Linked DNA regions of Ovis aries: region 1 is linked to region 2. The links are chromatin contacts, called in public Hi-C maps. All regions are on one chromosome and are shown on one strand. The core of a region is the stretch at or near the end of the contact, and the rest is flanking DNA. Distances in the headings are between cores, read along the strand shown.

The links. Hi-C and Micro-C count contacts between places; a contact is called where the count stands out from the background.
Region 1: a Hi-C map of blood shows a contact between it and region 2, with 9 times the contacts expected there. The contact joins the promoter of C6H4orf3 here to the promoter of MAD2L1 in region 2. A contact is called at or near these places in 4 of 16 Hi-C or Micro-C datasets (blood, hypothalamus and mixed tissues).

The regions. Positions count from the first base shown.
Region 1 is chr6:6,384,053-6,389,231 of ARS-UI_Ramb_v3.0, reverse strand. It overlaps C6H4orf3 (chromosome 6 C4orf3 homolog), which reads right to left and starts at 2,010. Exons shown (of 2, transcript XM_015096354.4): 1 at 1,707-2,010. The coding sequence starts at 1,912. It overlaps USP53 (ubiquitin specific peptidase 53), which reads left to right. Exons shown (of 18, transcript XM_060416686.1): 16 at 1-2,245.
Region 2 is chr6:5,754,541-5,759,605 of ARS-UI_Ramb_v3.0, reverse strand. MAD2L1 (mitotic arrest deficient 2 like 1) reads right to left here and starts at 3,400. Exons shown (of 5, transcript XM_004009585.5): 1 at 3,222-3,400; 2 at 2,327-2,473. The coding sequence starts at 3,294.

The DNA.
Region 1 (5,179 bases), core at 761-3,260, 630 kb before region 2:
CAGGAGAAGGGGATGACAGAGGATGAGATGGTTGGATGGCATCCCCAACTCAATGGATATGAGTTTGAGTAAACTCTGGTAGTTGGTGGACAGGAAGGCCTGGCATGCTGCAGTCCATGGGGTCGCAGAGTCAGACATGACTGAGAGACTGAACTGAACTGATTTCTTGTTGCTGCTAAGTCACTTCAGTCGTGTCCGAGTCTGGGCGACCCCATAGATGGCAGCCCACCAGGGCCCCCCATCCCTGGGATTCTCCAGGCAAGAACACTGGAGTGGGTTGCCATTTCCTTCTCCAATTCCTTGTTAAGTCTTCCATTTTCTACCCAGAGCTAAAAATTTAGATTAAAAAAAAAAAAATCACTATATTTGAAGTAACACCAAAAATCAGGAGGAAAGATTTTCCTTTACAAGTGACTCAATGGAGGGTTTTATAGAAATACTCATCTCCCATTTGTCCCATTGAACCCTCTGCCATACCATTCAAGAAATACAAGAATCACAGACAATGGAGCTTCAGGTACAGTGAGTTTATGCCCAGATCTTGGCGAACATTAGGGACTAGGGGTGAGAAAAGAAGACAATTACCTTTCAGGGAGTGTACATTCAATAACAAGATTGAGAAGAATAACTTAGAGTGAGTCAACAATTACCTCTGAAGTCCAAGAGAGCTGTTTAATAACTAAATGAGCTGCACTGCTTTCCTCCAGCCCAGGGCTTGTCCTCTGAATTTGTCCCTTATTATCTCAGTCCTGTGTCCCTCTTGTCTAAGTTCCCTTCCTTTACCCTCTGCCAAAACTGTCTTTTCAGAGTGAGTGGCAATGAAAATGCAGAGCATGTATTTTCCAAGAGGTATCTAAGGAATTTTGTGACTTACCAATTGTTTTGGAGTTCGTGGATGTGTATTTAAAAAAAAAAAAGTAAGTCAAAAACAGTCCCAAGCTTCTGGGAGGAGGACTGGATAAAGTTACCATTTTTTGAAATGGGAACACTTAATGGATAAGAAATTAGGAACTGAGTTTTGGACCTATTTTAGATACCCTGCTTATAGTCAACTGTTGTATAGTAACATCAGCTTTGGCCTTCCCAGGTGGCTCAGGGTAGAGAATTTGCCTGCTAAGCAGGAGTTGCAGGTTCCATCCCTAGGTGGGGAAGATCCTCTGGAGAAGGAAATAGCAACCCCCTCCAGTATTCTTGTCTGGAGAATCCCATTGACAGGGGAGCCTGACGGGCTACAGTCCATGGGGCTGCAAAAGAGTCGGACACCACTGACTAAATAATAACAATAAGCTTTAGCTGAGTGCTTACTGCTGTAAAGCAATATGCAAACATATCGCTTTGAGATAAGTTAGCGATTTATCTAAAACACCAAACCCCTATGACCAGGTTACTATTGGTCCCTAGAAATAAAACTAGCTACAAAGCTCCAAAATGTCAAATAACTTATCCAGTTTCTTCATGATAGTGCAGGAACTCAAACCCAGCCGGTTTCATTTCAAAACAAAACAAGAAAAAATATGAAGTCAAGTTGCCTCCACACCTCTGAACACCCTCACCTGAGGTGCTAAGGAAGCCATTTTCAGTCTCATTCCAACTCCCCGACTTACCGGACCCTGCCACCTTCGGGACACAATTTCCTTTCCTCTTCCCAAACTGGGGAGAAGGTTTCTAAGCCTCTCACCCTTCAGTGTTACATTCAGAGTACTCACCATGGCAAAAAATACACGAAGAAAAACAATATCACGTCGAAGAGGATGAAGAGCCAGAGATCCAACCAATAGGAGTGTTTGGGAGACAGGGCGGCCCCGGACTGAGACCGCACTTCGTGGTTTTGCTGCGGCCTCTCGGCTTCACCGAAGCCTCGCCGCTCCCGGGGGCCGCTCCGACCACCTTCGGAGGCCGCGTCCACCTCCATTTCGCACCAGTAGCCGCGCCAGAATCCGAGCACCTGAAATGCCTCAGATCCCGCACTTCCGCGTTCAGCTCGCGAAAAAATGGACAGAGTCCAACCCCATGCACATGCGCGTTTCCGCGCCTGGGAAACGGCGCTCGGCCCGTCCCTCCCAGTGCGCAGGCGCCGTCCGCTGCATTCGTGACTGCCGGCAGGGAGCGCAGCTTCCGTCCGGAAGCGGAAGCAGAGAAGGCCATCGCCCTGCAGCGCCCCGGATGGAAGCTGGTTTTTCAGGTTTCGCTAGGAGCGATAGCTCGGTGGCTGGACCAGAAGTTACTCAGGTTCCGTTCCTGACAGGTGATGGATTCCACCTTGGAACAGCCCGTGGTCACCTCTCCTTATCCTTATTGCTTTTGCGTCCTTATGCCAAGGTTTTAAAAGGGCCTCCTCTAATGGGGTTTGTACTGTTCCTAGCGTGTTACAGGGCTTCCCTTGTGGCTCAGACGGTAAAGCGTCTGCCTACACTGCGGGAGACCCGGGTTCGAGCCCTGGGTCAGGAAGATCCTCTGGAGAAGGAAATGGCAACCCACTCCAGTATTCTTGCCTGGAAAATCCATGGACGGAGGAGCACGGTAGGCTACAGTCCATGGGATCACAAAGAGTCGGACACGACTGAGCGACTTCACTACACTTCACTTCCTAGCATGTTGCACTTATTTAATTCTTGAAACGGCTATAATGAGGTTGACATCGTAAGTATGAGCGTGAGTTTCTAAGGGGGTCAGTGAGCAAAACGTGAGAATTTTGTCTGTATTTCAAAGGAGTGAATTTAAAAATAATACGGGGGTTTGGAAGTGTAATTCCCCCATGATATTAGAATGTTACCAGAAAGAAAACGGTTTATCATTGTAGACAAGGAAAAATTCTCTTCTAGGCTCTTTGGTTCTCCGTTTGGACTTAAGAATTAAACTGACATAAGACAGGTTGACAAGAGAAAAGCACAGAAGTTTTTGTTTTCTCTTTCTTTTTTTAACGCGAACATGGAAATTTTCAGAGAATCACAACCTGAAGAAGTGACCAGGGCAGAAAGCTTAGAAAGGAAAAAGTCAACGAGATTTCTGCTAGGAAAAATGTGGCGAAATGACTAGGAGGATAAGGGTTAGTTTAACAAGGTTTGTTTGTGTGGGGATTTCTTGGTCCAATTTTCCATCTCTGGTGATAAAAAAAATGTTCTTCCTGGTAGTATAGGGAGGGCATCTTTTACATGGGAATTTTATCTCTTTCTGGAAGAACAAGGAAGGTCAGAGTGCCCTTCTTGTGTCAGGTTTTTCTCCATTGCCTTAACTCAAAATACTCAGTATGCCAGAATGATGTACTCTGAACTACTTCGTTCCCCTGTCTGAAATGCCTCTAGAAGTAAAATCTGAGTCAGTAACTGTGGAGAGAAGAATTGGGTTAGCAACTGTGTGGCAAGAGATCTGCAAAGGGTGAGAAGAACATAGAAAGAGAATGAATAAACAGAAAATAACGAACCTAAGCCCATTTCCCCATGTTCCATGAAATCAGTCTCCCTTCCCTAGGAGTAGTTAAGTCCAATAGAATGGCAGAGCCTCGTTTTTATCTGATGGAACATGTTTATCTTCAAAAAGTGTAGGAAGTACGTGTTAGTTGCTCAGTCGTGTCTGACTCTTTGCGGTTCCCTGCCAGTCTCCTCTGTCCATAGGGATTCTCCAGGCAAGAATACTGGAGTGAGTTGCCATTCCCTTCTCCACAGGCAAAAGGTATAGATTAGACACTGTTTGCCCCAAGTGATTTACATACAAGCAGCATTCTTCACCAGTGATGGCACAAGCTCCTCTTCCTTGAGCTGTCAGTATGTCCAGGGCAAGGCAATTTTCTAGTCCAACAGAGGCTATTAACTTTTGATGGAAAGTCTTCCAACATTTGCATAGTAATATTGAAATCCTGTTACTATGGAAAGACTGAGAACTGCCTTTTCCAACTCATAAGCTCCAAAGGCTAGGAAAAGGGATCTTAGTACTGAAAAGAACTTAGAATTGTGATAAACAAGCCAGTTTTCTATGAGATCTGGTCTGAGCTGTTTATGTGACACTCCTTTTATGAAAGTACTGCTTTCATAAAAAGTAGTAGTGCTTTTATGAAAGTAGGGCTACCCTTGTGGCTCAACTGGTAAAGAATCCAACTGCAATGCGGGAGACCTGGGGTTCCATCCCTGGGTTGGGAAGATCCCCTGGAGAAGGGAAAGGTTACCCATTCCAGTATTCTAGCCTAGAGAATTCTATGGACTGTATAGCCCATGGAGTCACAAAGAGTCAGACACAACTAAGGGACTTTCACTTTCACTTTTATGAACAAAGAAACCAGAATTTATAATTGGGCTGGAATTTTAAGGTGACAGAGGGTATTGGGAATTCAAGTCCACATTGTTCTGCCCATCCAGATAGGAACTCTTATCTCAAAAGACCAGCGTTGTTTCTGGATAAGGTCAGAATGGAACTTGTGACATATTAGTTGGGGTTTAGTGTGTCTTGTCACCTGTCTTGTTGACATCTGTACATCTCCATCTTGTATATCTCTGTCAGTCTGTAGGAGCAGGACAGGTTTTGAAATTATGTGATATAGGAGGCCTACAGTTAGGCCATAGTAGCTGTAAAGCTTGATTGTTACTTGGCCAACTTAGTCTGGATTTTTGGTCTGCCTATATGCAATCTTTGATGGCTAATGATGTAAGCAACAGAGCTACCCTAGTTTACATAAGGGTGACTTAGGAGTTAGCTGTAACATCTGGTGATTTGGCCAGTGCCCCTGCATGAGTCAGTGCTGAGGCCATTTATGACCTTCACGAGAGGCTGGAGGATGCATCTTGGAATCGAACCACAAGATTTGGTTGCAGTATTGCCTTAGCCCTGGAAAGGTGAAGCTCTATGCCTGATTTCAGTGCAAAAGGAAAAATTCCCTTCTAATGTCTTTACCTGAGCAAAGGACAGTCCTTGATCTTCTGTAGCGGTTTTTCTGTGTCCAGTTATCTCACTGAAAGGAAAAGAGTGACATTGTTTTCTTGGTCATGAATGCTTACCTGTTACGCATCCATTTTCCTGAGTTGTCGCCAGCTGCTTGAATTGGCAAGAACAAAAATTAGTTCAGGTTCTTTTGCGTAATCTAGTTGGAGACATAACCAGCGAACAGATTGATGACTTAATGTCACCAGGCTTTGGAAAACTGATATAAAGAGTTACCTGGTTTGTGCTTGACCTGTTGAGAGAGTCAGGG
Region 2 (5,065 bases), core at 2,151-4,650:
ATACCAAACAATCTGAGTGCAGCCGTATGAATGACTATGGGTGGCTTAGCTCTGAAGTTAATGAAAACGCAATGATGTAATCTGAAAATGAAGCTAGCTGAAACAACAAAACTTCCCGTAAACTGGAAGTAAACAGGGGATCTAGGGCACTAATTCATGCATAACTCCAACAAGAGCTAATAAAGACTTGGAGAAGATACACTGGTAGAGATGAAGCAGTAGACAGATTCAAGAGATTTCATGGTTAAAACTGTTAAGACTTATTGGATTACCTCAGGGTAAGGAAGAGGAATGAATCAGGGATAGCTCCCAAGTTTCTGATTTATATCAGTAGTCGGATGGTTGATCCAGTCACCAAGAGGAAAGAGAACTGAAATGGAGATGATCCTAAATTCAGTTTTTAATATAGTGAGTATGAAGTAGTATATTATATAGCTGCATAAAGACATAAGGGGGCAATATATGAGCCAAGAGTTAGGAGAGGCTTTGGTTAGATATTGGTTCATGAGTCAGATACACAACTTGTTACTAGAATTATGTACATGTAAGAGGTCAACTAGAGACAGATTATAGTAAGAGGGCCTCAGGCTGAGCCCTCAATCTTAGAAACTGAGAATACTTTATTCAGGCATCGGCAGGTTTTTTTTTTTAAAGAGATAGAAAATATTTTAGAAATACTGAAGTCTTATGGGTCACCTACGTTGCATAGTCTTCTTTAAAATGTAATAATATTCTTAGCTTGCAAGCAGTACAAAAATAAGCCACTTGCTGGATCTGGCCTGTTGGCCTCGCTCACTCCTGGCATATATGAACAACTTTTACCAGTTTACCTGTGAAAAAGAGATTGAGTGGTAATTTGAAGATATGGGGAAGTTGGCGATTTTTTTCTCTCTTAAAAATGGAAATGAAACCAATGGGAATAATCCAAATGAAAACAAAGAAATTGACAACGTAAGAGAGAGGAAACAGGGTTAAGTTCCTAACGCTAGAGAAGTAGAATTTAAAAGTGGAATTGAACAATTTGCCTGTAAAGCATTTCCTCCATTTTAACTAAAAGGGAGAAATTAAGTAGGAAAGTGTAGATACCTCTGACAAGAAATGTTATTGGTCTCAAAGGACACAAACCAAAAACCAGTAACTTAGGCAAGGCTGGCTTGCTACTTCTTCAGATGAAGATGAAGACATACATCCATAGTTGCCTAGAGGTTCCATACCAAACAATCTGAGTGCAGCCGTATGAATGACTATGGGTGGCTTAGCTCTGAAGTTAATGAAAACGCAATGATGTAATGTGAAAATGAAGCTAGCTGAAACAACAAAAGTGATTCATGACTTTTAAAGTTAAAAAAAAATGCGGCTGTAGTATTTTTAGAACTAGTATTTTGGAAGATCTAATGGGCAGAAAAGGAGAAACATTTTACAACACAGAGAAATTAGAAATGAGAATCCTAAGTGTAGAGAAATATGAAAAAGAAACTAGTAGAAATTCTAGAAATAAAAGGAATAGATGGAGCTACTAATCCAACAATACTGCAACTTCTTGAGCTAAAAGAAGAAAATGAGTGTGCAGATAGAAAAGGCTTACTGACTCACAGGCGTGATTAAAAAAAAAAAAAAAAAGAAATGGAAACAGGTGAAAAATAAGAAAATTCCAATGAGTGCTGTTATTTAGTAGTTCCTTCTTTTTAAAGTTTAGTTCCCTAAGTTGAATCTGATTTTAATTCCTTCATCTTAATATATACAATGATGGCTTCAGACTCCAAGCAGCTACAAAAAATACATGCAGTGTATTTTTCTCAGATAACGAATGCCATCATAATAACATAAAATTCCAATGTGTTCTATCATCCCTGAAGGAGTTGATGGAGATTGTTTTGTTAAGCCATATCAGATTCCGAACCTTAAAATATTCAGTCTACTCAAAAGTGGAGGAAGGGTGGGAATTCTTTTAATTTGTATGTTATTTGCTTCCCTTCCAATTAGTTCACTGTATCGGATATGGTAGTGCGATTTACACTACCCTGTGCAGAGCTGAAAAATGACCACCAAGAAGCTAGAAAATGCGTGCTCCTATCCAACTCTTTACAACCCAATGGACTGTAACCCGCCCGGCTCCTCTGTCCATGGGATTATCCTGACAAGAATGCTGGAGTGGGTTGGCATTTCCTCATCCAGGGGATCTTCCAGACCCATGATGGAACCTGAGTCTTTTGTGTCTCCTACATTGGCAGGTGGATTCTTTACCACTGAATCACCTGGGAAGTCCCGAGGATCCTATTCACATAAAGGCCTGCAAAACTCAAAACTGTGTCCAACAATAAAATACCTTTTAGTTGATCCACCACATTATTTAGGTATTTTATGAGCTCAGGATCAGTAGTTACAAGCAAGGTGAGTCCATATTTCTGCACTCGAGTAAAGGTTTCCGATGGATATATGCCACGCTGATATAAAATACTGTTGATACCAAATGCTGAAAACATAAGAAATATTAAAGTCATCGTCACGTTGTAACTTTGGGGGAAATAAAGCATATGTAGATGGGGCTATGGTTTCATTAACAGTGTAAAGTTATAAATGTCTAAACACGTGTTTGTGTTTTGCTGAAAGCCAAGTAGGTACAAAGTGGCATTAAAAAAAATCCTTAAAATCTTGCGTCTGATAGCTGCATTTATGTGGCAACAGAAGAAAAATGCCAAACTGCACTAATCTACCAGTGCCAAATTTCATTTCATTGTAGAACAAGTTCAAATGCCTATTTTATGATTAGAGGGTGTCAAAACAGGCAACTGACAGACGGGTACCAAGCCCAGGCAGGCCTCTCCCCGTCTCTTTCCTCCTCTTATCCTCAGCGGTCCTGCCAGGTTCTGTCAGCAGGTACACCTGGCCGAGCTCAGACGTCTAGCCCGTCACGGTCCACCCGAGGCCCCTCGCCGTGGCGGGGGCGGGGGCTGTGGGAGGAGCTCTGCACTGGAAAGAAACCCTCCCGCGAAGGGGACTTCGCAAGGCGGCACTGCGGCCGCAGCGCCCGGGCCGCCTCCTCCGCCGGGAGCGACGCGAGCGGAGGCGGCGCCCGCCGCCCCACTTCCTGATCCCTCCTGCCGGCACCGGAGGCCGCGGTACAAGGGCCGGGATTCGGGGCCGCTCCGGCCGAGCCGCGGGCCTGCGGGCGGCCTGCGCTCGGCTCTCCCCGCCCTCCGCCCCGTGCGAGGAGGACTTACAGAAGAACTCGGCCACGATCTCGGCGCTCCCGCGCAAGGTGATGCCTTGCTCCCGGGAGAGTTGCAGCGCCATGGCCAGGCCCACGGAGGACGGGACGCGCTTCCACCCAGCAGACAGCGACGCCAGGGGCTTCCGGAGCAGTTCCCCGCCACTCGTTTCAAAAGGAACGACGCAGGACGCCGTCGCGCCCTTTGCGCAGGCGCGAAGGCCACTAGACCCCGCCTGTCGCGCCCTTTGCGCAGGCGCGAAGTGCCTCTAGACCCCCGCCCTGCGCGGCGGGGTCCGGCCAGTTCTCTCCGCCCCTGCGGGAGCGACGGTTCGCGCAGGCGCAGTGGGGAGGCGTGGCGGCGCCGTTCCCGGGTGGTGACAGCTGTCTGGGTTCTTGCTGTAGTTGTGGGCTGGCTGGCGGGCTGGCGGCTAGCGGGCAAGACGGTAGGTCCAGGTTTCAGTGGCCGCTCTCTGGGTCTGCGGACAGAGCGACCTAGGAGCACAATTCCCGAGTTTGAAAGATTCTTTGAAAGTGTTATGAACTGTCCGCCACCCTGAGTGGCCCCAGTGATCCTTAGCGGTCGGAACTTGCTAGGTGCTCTGGGAGTTTGCTTCCCTAGTGGCTCAGACGGTGAGGACTCTGCCTGCAATGCCAGAGACCTGCAATGCACGATTCCTAGGTTGGGAGGATTCTCTGGAGAATGGAATGGCAAAGCACTTCAGGATTCTTTCCCGGGGAATTTCATGGGCAGAGGAGCCTGGCAGGCTGCAGCAGATGGGGTCACAAAGAGTCTGACGCGACTGCGCGCCTAACACTTTCACTTTTCTTTCGAAGCAGCTGCGTGCCGCAGGTTTTAGAGGTATTACTGTGCCGGCGTGGTGTTTTTCCTGAGAAATTGGGCTAGGTCTGAAAGGGACGAACGGAATCCCTTCTGTCCCCTCGTCCTGGCTCAGCTCGCGTCTACCCCCGACCCCGCTGCTAGGCGGAGCCTGGGGGCAGCAAAAGTCTGCGTCTGATAGTCCAGCCTCTACTCTGTGTACCTCGCCACCCCTAGGCAACTGGTCAGGGAATAAAGTCCTCTCGCCAAAAAGGCTCGTCAACACTAAAGAGCTTCTCAGTGAATTTTGACTCAAATCCAGTGGCTTTTAATGTTTCTATGAGAAGTATTAAGCAGATGTTGTTTAGTCGCTAAGTGGTGTCTGCCTCTTTTGCGAACTCATGGGCTTGTAGCCTGTCAGGCTCTTGTGTCCATGGGGTTCTCCCCGCAATAATACTGGAGTAGGTTTCCATTTCCTCCTCCAGGGGGTCTTCCCCCACCCAAGAATCAAACCAGCTTCTCCTGCATTGGCAGGCAGATTATTTAGCACTAAACCACCAGGGAAACCCAATTAAGCAGATAGTGCACTGCTAATGTCATGTCAATTGTGAAGCAATTGTATTCCTACAGCAGGTGGAGTAATTATTTGTGAAATGAAGTCTGAGAAACCTGCCCAGATGTAGTTATTTAATTATATGAAAAAGTGCCTGAGTGTATTAGTTTTCTATTGATGTGTAACAAATTATGACACATTAGTGGTTAAAAAACAACACCACCGCCCATTTATTATCTCAGTCCTTAGATCAAGAGTCTGGGCATGGCATGGCTGGGTGCTCTATGTAGCCTGGTAAGTTTAAAGGCACCTGGCTGCAAGAGAGATCTCATCTAAACTCCGGGTTTGAGGTCCTTGGCTCCTGGCAGAATTAATATCTTTGCTCTTAAGTTGAGGTCGTCACTGGTTTGCTAGCTATTGGCCAGAGGCCAGTCTTGAGCCCTTGTCACACTTGCACTCTCTTTCCAAGGAGGGCCTTTTGAAC